Linked DNA regions of Sus scrofa: region 2 is linked to region 1. A link is a contact called in public Hi-C data. All regions are on one chromosome and are shown on one strand. Each heading gives the region's core, a stretch centred on a gene start, on an enhancer-like site or on the middle of the called end of the contact. The rest is flanking DNA. Distances are from core to core; before and after follow the strand shown.

Region 1 (3,281 bases), core at 260-2,759:
TGAGTAAAGGGAATAAGGGTGTTGAAGTTTGAAGGATAAGTTGCAAACCAGGACCAAGTTCATCAGCCAGACTACTTTCTGACAGCAAAGCTAACCCAATCAACATCTGAAGGTAAACTCCAGTTCTAAAATTGGGCACACGTTTTCATAGGCTTCCTAATTCAGTACTTCCCAGTGACTTTTTTGAAGCCAATATCTATAAACTCATCAGCACCATTTCCCAATCCGGCAGAAATGTCTAAAATACACCATCCAATAATGGAAAGTACAGTGTCTGTACTATGACTATGGTGTCCCCCCACTAATAGTGCGACTTCTAAGAAGTCAATTGCCTAATGTCAGGTCAACAGTTATGGGAGTGGTACAACAAAAAAAACCAAAGGCTTTGGAGCAAGGTCAGTCTGGGCTCAAATAGTGACTCTTACAGAACGAGCCCACCATAAGTCACCTCATCTGTATATGGGGAATGATATTACATGCCTCGCTGTCTGCAGTGAGGATTAAATGAGCATCCAGTTTATGAAAAGCGTAATAGGCCTAGTATAGACCCGTGTTGTGATGAGTGGATCCTTTAGAAATGGGTATATCCTGGTCTGGTAGGTGCACTGCTCTGGGGAGACATGGGGAGTGGTGAATTGGGGGTTAGGGTACATTTTAGTTGCATATTTAAATGGGTTATGGCAGGTGTGGATTTGGTGTGTCTGGGTCACTGGCTAGCTCTGCAGGCCTACTAAACAATCTCGACTAAGAGGTTTTCATGTGAATACCTGTACATCTCTGAACTGTTTAACCCCTCCCCTTTTATTCCCCCAGTTTTATTGAGAAAAAATTAACACACGTCACTGTATGAGTTTAAGTTCAAAGTTTCCTGCTCACCCAAACGTCTATGATTGTGCCTGGCTTAGCCTCCGAAAGGCTCTTAACAAATGCTGTTTCTTTAGAATGAGCCTCCTGATATTCCGAAGAAATAATTCGTTAGCAGTCTGTCGGATGCTTTCCAGTTGTTTATTTTTCGCTGGTACTAATATTTATGTTTCTTGGAGAAAAGGTGGGAATGGAGGCGGGGGGTGGAGCGGTGAAGGCACCAAATACCTTGGTTTCCAGGAGCGAGCTAAATTTTCTCAAAGAGGCTCAAGGAAGTGATCCAACTCCGGTTCTGGGAAAATCCAATCCGCAGTTTTCTCCTTGCTTTGGTTTCTCGCCGGTCTACTAACAGCTCAGGGGAGACATTGGCCAGCCCTACGCGAAGCCGGCTAGAGTTCACCGGCTCCCAGGAGGGCGGGACGAAGCTCAGGAGCGGGAGCAGAGGGCAAGCCTCGGGTGAGCACCGACAGGGGCGGGCGCCGCAGGACCACAACTCCCGCCACGCCTTGCGAGCTGCGCCGAAGGTGGTTGGCTAGAAGCTCTACCCCACTGTCCCTACTGGCCAATGGGATGCAGGAGAGAGCCCTGACCCGGATTCTCGCGAACCAAAGGCAGTACAGGGGAGGCGGGAGCTTCCTTACCACTCGCCTTGCTCTCGGGAAAAAACCACATTTTAACAGGTCCTGCAGGACCCGGCCCTCGCGGGCAAGGAGGCTGGAGCCGAAAGGCGCTGCGGCGTACCCGAAAGCGGCGCCGAGAGGGTCCGGGTCCCCGCGAGGTGCGCACGGGACGTCACCGGGGGCGGGGCCAGGGGCGGGGCCTGGCCTCGTTGTGGAGCTGCTCGTAATCCATCATGGCGGCCACGGGGGTCGGTGACCGTCCCTGAGCAGCGCTGGAGCCGGAGCCGGTTCCCGGGTCCCGCGGTTGAGGAGCCCTTCCGTTGCCCACGGCCCTAACCTGCTGGGGGAGGTTGGGTCCCGCGGCGGAGCTCGGGGGATGTGACCGCCTGACGGCGGCGGCCGTAGCAACGTCCGGGGCCGGGGGAGGGGGTGTCTCTGGCAGAGACCCCCCCCAGGTTAGGGGCAGCTGAGGCGGCCGGGCCTACCCCCCTCCGCCCGCTTCCCGCCCTCGGAGCCTCGGGAGTCCTTCGCCCCTTCCAGCCCAGCCCCGACTCTGGGACCCTGAGGGTGGTCTCTTTCCCCAGACCTGGGACACCCCGATTCCTGAGGCGTGGAGGAGCGTCGCTCCCGAAGTAAGCCGCCCGCGCCCCGCCCTGGCAGCCTCCCTCTTACCCCCGAGCCGCCCCTTGCTCCTGCCTCCTGGGTTCAAGTGTGGCCTCGGAGCCCCCATTCAAATCCCCTTCCTGCTGTCAAGTGGCCTCCCCTTGCCCCCAGGTTGCTCCCGTGAGCCTCTAATGCCCTGACTTCTTCCAATGTCACCTACGGCCCCCTTAGTCTCAGCCCAGCCAGAAACTTTAATGCAAAGGAAAAGCCTGGACTGGTTTCACAGGCCTTTTAAAAAGCGGACTTAAAAGTTGCTGGCAATGCATTCCTTCTCGTCAGAGTCGAGGGCCAGCTCTCTCTGAAGGCCGGGTGACCCGTGTCCTTTTCCGGAGAGCAGGGTAGAGAAGCAGGCGAGGAGCGGCAGCTAGTGCGGCAGGAAATCTGCCGCGGAAGATGAAGACACCGAGATAGGGGGTGGGTGACTTCCCCAGGAAAAGTTCTGGAGGCGCATCCAAAGACAAGCAACATTTCCTTGATGTGTGGGAATCGAAATGACTTGAGCCTTACTGACCGTCTTACAGCATCCCCTGTGAATATTTCTGTTTAGGTTTTTCTCCTTGAAAGGGAAGAAGCTGTTACTCAGCCAGTAAAGGACACAAAATCAAGCAGCTTGGGTCCCATTGCCCTGATATGACTTCAAGTTGATCAACTGCGAAAATAATCGGAACTCCTGTTTACATATTGTCAACCTGAAATCTTCGCTTCCTTTCCTTATGGGAGAAGATGCCTTGTTGTGACTGACCTCAGTGACTGACTTGTGGCGATGCAGTGAATGTGAAATCCCACATACATACTGTTTTCCTTCTAGCTCACTGCCCATTCTGAAAGATCTTGAACCCTCTTCCGGAAAGGGGTGCCTACTGTTACTTTATGGGGCAGCAGCCTGGAAAAGTTCTTGGGGACCAAAGACGGCCAAGTTTGCCTGCCCTGCACTTTATCAAAGGCGCAGGGAAGAAGGACTCCTCGAGACACGGGGGCCCACACTGCAATGTTTTTGTGGAACATGGTGAGTGCCTTGCAAGCTTTCTGGTCCTGTTTTCAGCTTAGGCATTTTTGAACCACAGCACTCGCGTGGGTTCCTTTAGGTTCTACTTAAAACTTCTGTTGCTGTAGTTAGCTCTTGGTTTCTGTTGG
Region 2 (3,629 bases), core at 13-2,512, 120 kb after region 1:
GTTTGTTTTTTGGCATTTCTTTTTTCAGTGTGCTTATCTGTTGATTTTTCTGCATCTCCACATCTCAGAGTCTTCTGGCTAAAGTCCTTATTGCCAGTATCGGATGCTTTCTGTTGTGGCACATGTCCTTCTACCAGCACCAGAGTCTCTGTGACAGACAGCATAGTCTGCTGTTGACGTGCGACCAGAGGTCGGCCTCATCAGCTTGCTTTTCAGGTCATTGTTCCCATCCCGTGGGTAGAACTGAGACCTTCCTTCTGCAGAAGACATGCCAGGGTGCCGAGCCCTTGGACACCTAGCCTTCAGACCGCAGGGCTGCCTTTTTAGTGAAGCAGGACACCAGAGGGCACCGCTCGTGAGGGCGGTGGTCTCCTGGAGCCGACAGCTTGCTTCCCGTCTGCACTGTCTATCCACGGGCGAGCCGTGCGGCACCACAGTGATCAGGGGAGGCTTGTGCTGAGCAGGATAAGGGTTTCTTTTCCCTGGAGTTGTGTCATCAGCACCCTTGGAACAGATGCAGACGATGCATGATCTAGGTCAACTTGTCTACCTTGTCCCGCGGGGGTGGGTCTAAAGCATTATTAAAAGGTGGCGCGCAAGGCCCGCATGGACACATGATTTGCAGAATTTGAGTCACCTGATGAGGAAGCCAAGCCTCTGTCTGAAAGCTGGTGTGCACCAGGTAGGTTCCTTTCATTCCAGGTAGAGCACAGGGCACCCCTCTCATCAGGCCGGGCAGCTCATCCAAGTGTCTGAGGCATCTTGCCTCCGCCCGCCCTTCCTGGCAAAGGCTGCCTCCAGCTGTCCGAGCACCTGGAGATTTCTCAGCCCACGGGGTCATCAGGCCGACATCTGCAGAGGCTCCGCTCTGTGAGGGCCACTCTTGAGGGGGCCCCGTTGGGTGGGGTCATATTCCTGGAATGAGTGGTACAGCATCTGAATGGGGGGAGGTGTTACAGCAATGCGTGAGACAGTGCGGCTCGGCTTTGCAAAAGCTGCTTACATAGCAGAGCTTTGATGCAATCGTTTTTGGATTTCTAAGGGGAAAATTTAAAGTTTGGTGGGAGGGACAGCCTGGGGTTGAATAAATTTGATTCTTATTTTCAAATTAGCTAATCTTTAGAAAACAACTGATTTAGAGATTCTTCTCCAAGGCCCCAAAGGATTTCTTTCTGCCTCCGCCCTCTTGGCTCTGGTTTACCTTCGTCCTCCTGTTCCGAGCTTTCAGCAGCAGTTTTGGCTGGTCAGTCAGCCCAGGGCCATCAGCTCAGGGCCCAAAGCCCAGGACTCTTGGAGTTTCAAGCTAGACTCTTGAAAGGACTGCACCACACAGACCCATTGCTGTTTCCTGGCAGTCCGGGTAGTCTTCACAGTGTTCAGGCACCCTGGCATTTGGTTTTCGGTCTTGGTGCTTTCTTAAAGTTTGGAGACCTCTGCCAACATAACAGAATTAAAGTCTGATTTTCCTCTTCCACCTCCCATCCCCGGTCATTGTTCAGTTCTGGTTATTTGTGTCTGTATCATATTTACTCGGGTGGGGTGCCTCTGCCAAGCCCCACGCTTCCCTTAGCCCCCGATAGTCTTTCCTTTTCTTCCCTTCTTCAGAGAGATGCCCAGTTGACACTTACTTTCACGGTCTGTTGAAGCGACAAGTTCAGGTTGACAGGAGTGGGATTTGGGCTTAAGCTTTGGCAGAGGTGGCAGGACAGATACCAACTGTGTAAACCAGATTTACCCACCCTGACCCTGGCTGGGCAGGCACAGGCATCTCAGTGGAAAGCCTGCCAAACCATAGCTGACCTTCCCTTGTCAAGGGGGGCGCATTACTCTTAAGTGGGGCCTAACTCTCAAGGACTGCCTTCCTGCTGGTTTCTGAGTAGCTTGGAGGGTGGGGTGGGGTGGGGGGGTTACTTCCTGGCCTTGCAGGCTGTAAACACTACGTCCAGGGCTGGGGGCAGGGGACAGACCTCCAGGGTCTGAGGTAGCCAAAGACTAAGCTCCCGTAAGCCTGTGAGTCTGGCTGTCAGGAGGAAAGCTGTTTCTGGTGAGTTTCTTTGACAAGTCCTATCTTTCGGGTCCCTGCATGATTGGGAGGAGGCACAGCCCCGGCTGAGCCCCCAGAGTGTTTACGTAACTGGGTGCGTAGCACAATGACATGCCGTTCATAACACTGATTTCACTTTCTCTGTGAACGTGCCGTGCATTCCTGGTGAAGATCACCCAGTTCACTAGCAAATGCGGCTCAAACACTAGCACTACTCGGAAGGAAGCCACCGGAGCCGCCTGCTAGAAGATGGCTCTGCGGTACATTTAAGGGAGAGTAGTTTCAATATTTAATACGTGTCGGTATGTAAATTTTATGTTGAAAGATGAACTAAGTCTCAGGGTCTGTAAATTTAATTATTGAAAAGGATAGAGTTTGCCCACTCAGTGAAACCTCCCATAACTCTGCAGTTTCTAACAGTGGAGCCTGAGAGGGAATCAGCTGAGACCAAGAACAAATTCTGCATAAAGTAGGGCTTGGGGGAGCCATTAGCATTCTGTGCCATTGCGTGAACTTGATCTTTGGGCTGGGGAGTGCTCCTTTCAAGCTGACAGGGAAAGATAGGTAACGAGCCTTGCTCCCAGGTGACCTGCCCGAGAGCCCAGCAAGCAAAACGGGCCCTTTTGCCTGTACTGTGCCAGTGCTTTCCAAGTGGGGGGTGCTCTGCTTCCAAGGGGTGCCTTCTTGGGATGGCTCTTCTCTCCTCTCCTTTCGTCACCCCTCAGTAGGGAAGATACCCATCAGCCGAGGGCCAGAGAGAAGAGGGCTTGGAGCATCTGCAGCCTGCAGTGAAGCAGCTGGACACCTGGCAGACTTTCGAGAGAGGGGCTGGGATGGGAACTCCCCCCGCATCCCCCACTCCGTCTTCGTGAGCTGTTCTTGCCTTGGTAGCCATCACTAACAAGAGGGCCATGTCGGCAGCAAGTGGGTGTCGAGAAGGGTAGGCTCAGCGGTGTCCACCTCTGCCTTCCCCCCAGCCCCCACCCTGTACTCTTGTACCCACATTCAGGGGCCCGAGTGTGACTCAGGGCCCCTCCTTAGAGCAGGTCACTTAGAGGCTTCTCCTTGTGCTCTGCGGTATGAAAGCGGGGACTCCTGGGGGGCCGGCTCCTCACCCTGAAAGGTCCTCCTTGCAGAGCTGCCATCTTCCAGGGGGACAGGTTGCCCAGGGCTGTGGAATCTTTCTGGACAACTCTGGGGTTGCTCAGAATTTTATGTTAGTAGAATTGCTACAGAAAGACTGTAAATTATAAACGTCTAAGCCAAGGCTTGCTATTGTCTGATGTTAAAAATTTTTTTATGTCATCTCCGTAAGCAAAAAACGGAAAAAAATCTCCTTTAAGGAATCCTGTTTACCCTCTTGAGAGTTATAGATGGGACCAACTTGTATACTTATTGTTATTTCTCCTTTTTAAAAAATATTTTTAGGTGTTCCCGTCGTGGTTCAGCGGCTAGCAAACCCAACTGGCATCCATGAGGACGCAGGTTCAATCCCTGGCCTCTCTTGGTGGGTTAAGGATCCGGCATTGCCATGGGCTGTAGGTGTAGGTCACAGACACGGCTTGGATCCCTTGTTGCTGTGCCT

Evidence for each region. A called contact is a pair of places that touch in the nucleus more often than the background predicts.
Region 2: a contact with region 1 is called in a Hi-C map of omental adipose tissue, with 1.7 times the contacts expected there. The contact joins the enhancer-like site here to the promoter of ABL1 in region 1. A contact is called at or near these places in 4 of 5 promoter capture datasets (fetal liver, fetal skeletal muscle, liver and 1 more), 25 of 47 Hi-C or Micro-C datasets (alveolar macrophages, brain, embryonic fibroblasts and 14 more) and 2 of 2 datasets of contacts at active chromatin or transcription factors (alveolar macrophages and skeletal muscle).

The regions. Positions count from the first base shown.
Region 1 is chr1:270,760,132-270,763,412 of Sscrofa11.1, forward strand. ABL1 (tyrosine-protein kinase ABL1) reads left to right here and starts at 1,510. Exons shown (of 12, transcript XM_005660524.3): 1 at 1,510-1,642; 2 at 2,695-3,153. The coding sequence starts at 3,018.
Region 2 is chr1:270,878,964-270,882,592 of Sscrofa11.1, forward strand. The region is part of intron 4 of ABL1 (tyrosine-protein kinase ABL1); the gene reads left to right. Among named protein-coding and RNA genes, the nearest start is that of QRFP, 37 kb to the right of the region's middle. Within about 2 kb of position 1,263, at least 17 of the 83 cell types and tissues checked have an H3K27ac peak or open chromatin away from gene starts, as enhancers often do. A contact at or near this core is called in mesenteric adipose tissue, omental adipose tissue, retroperitoneal adipose tissue and 2 more, where this site is marked.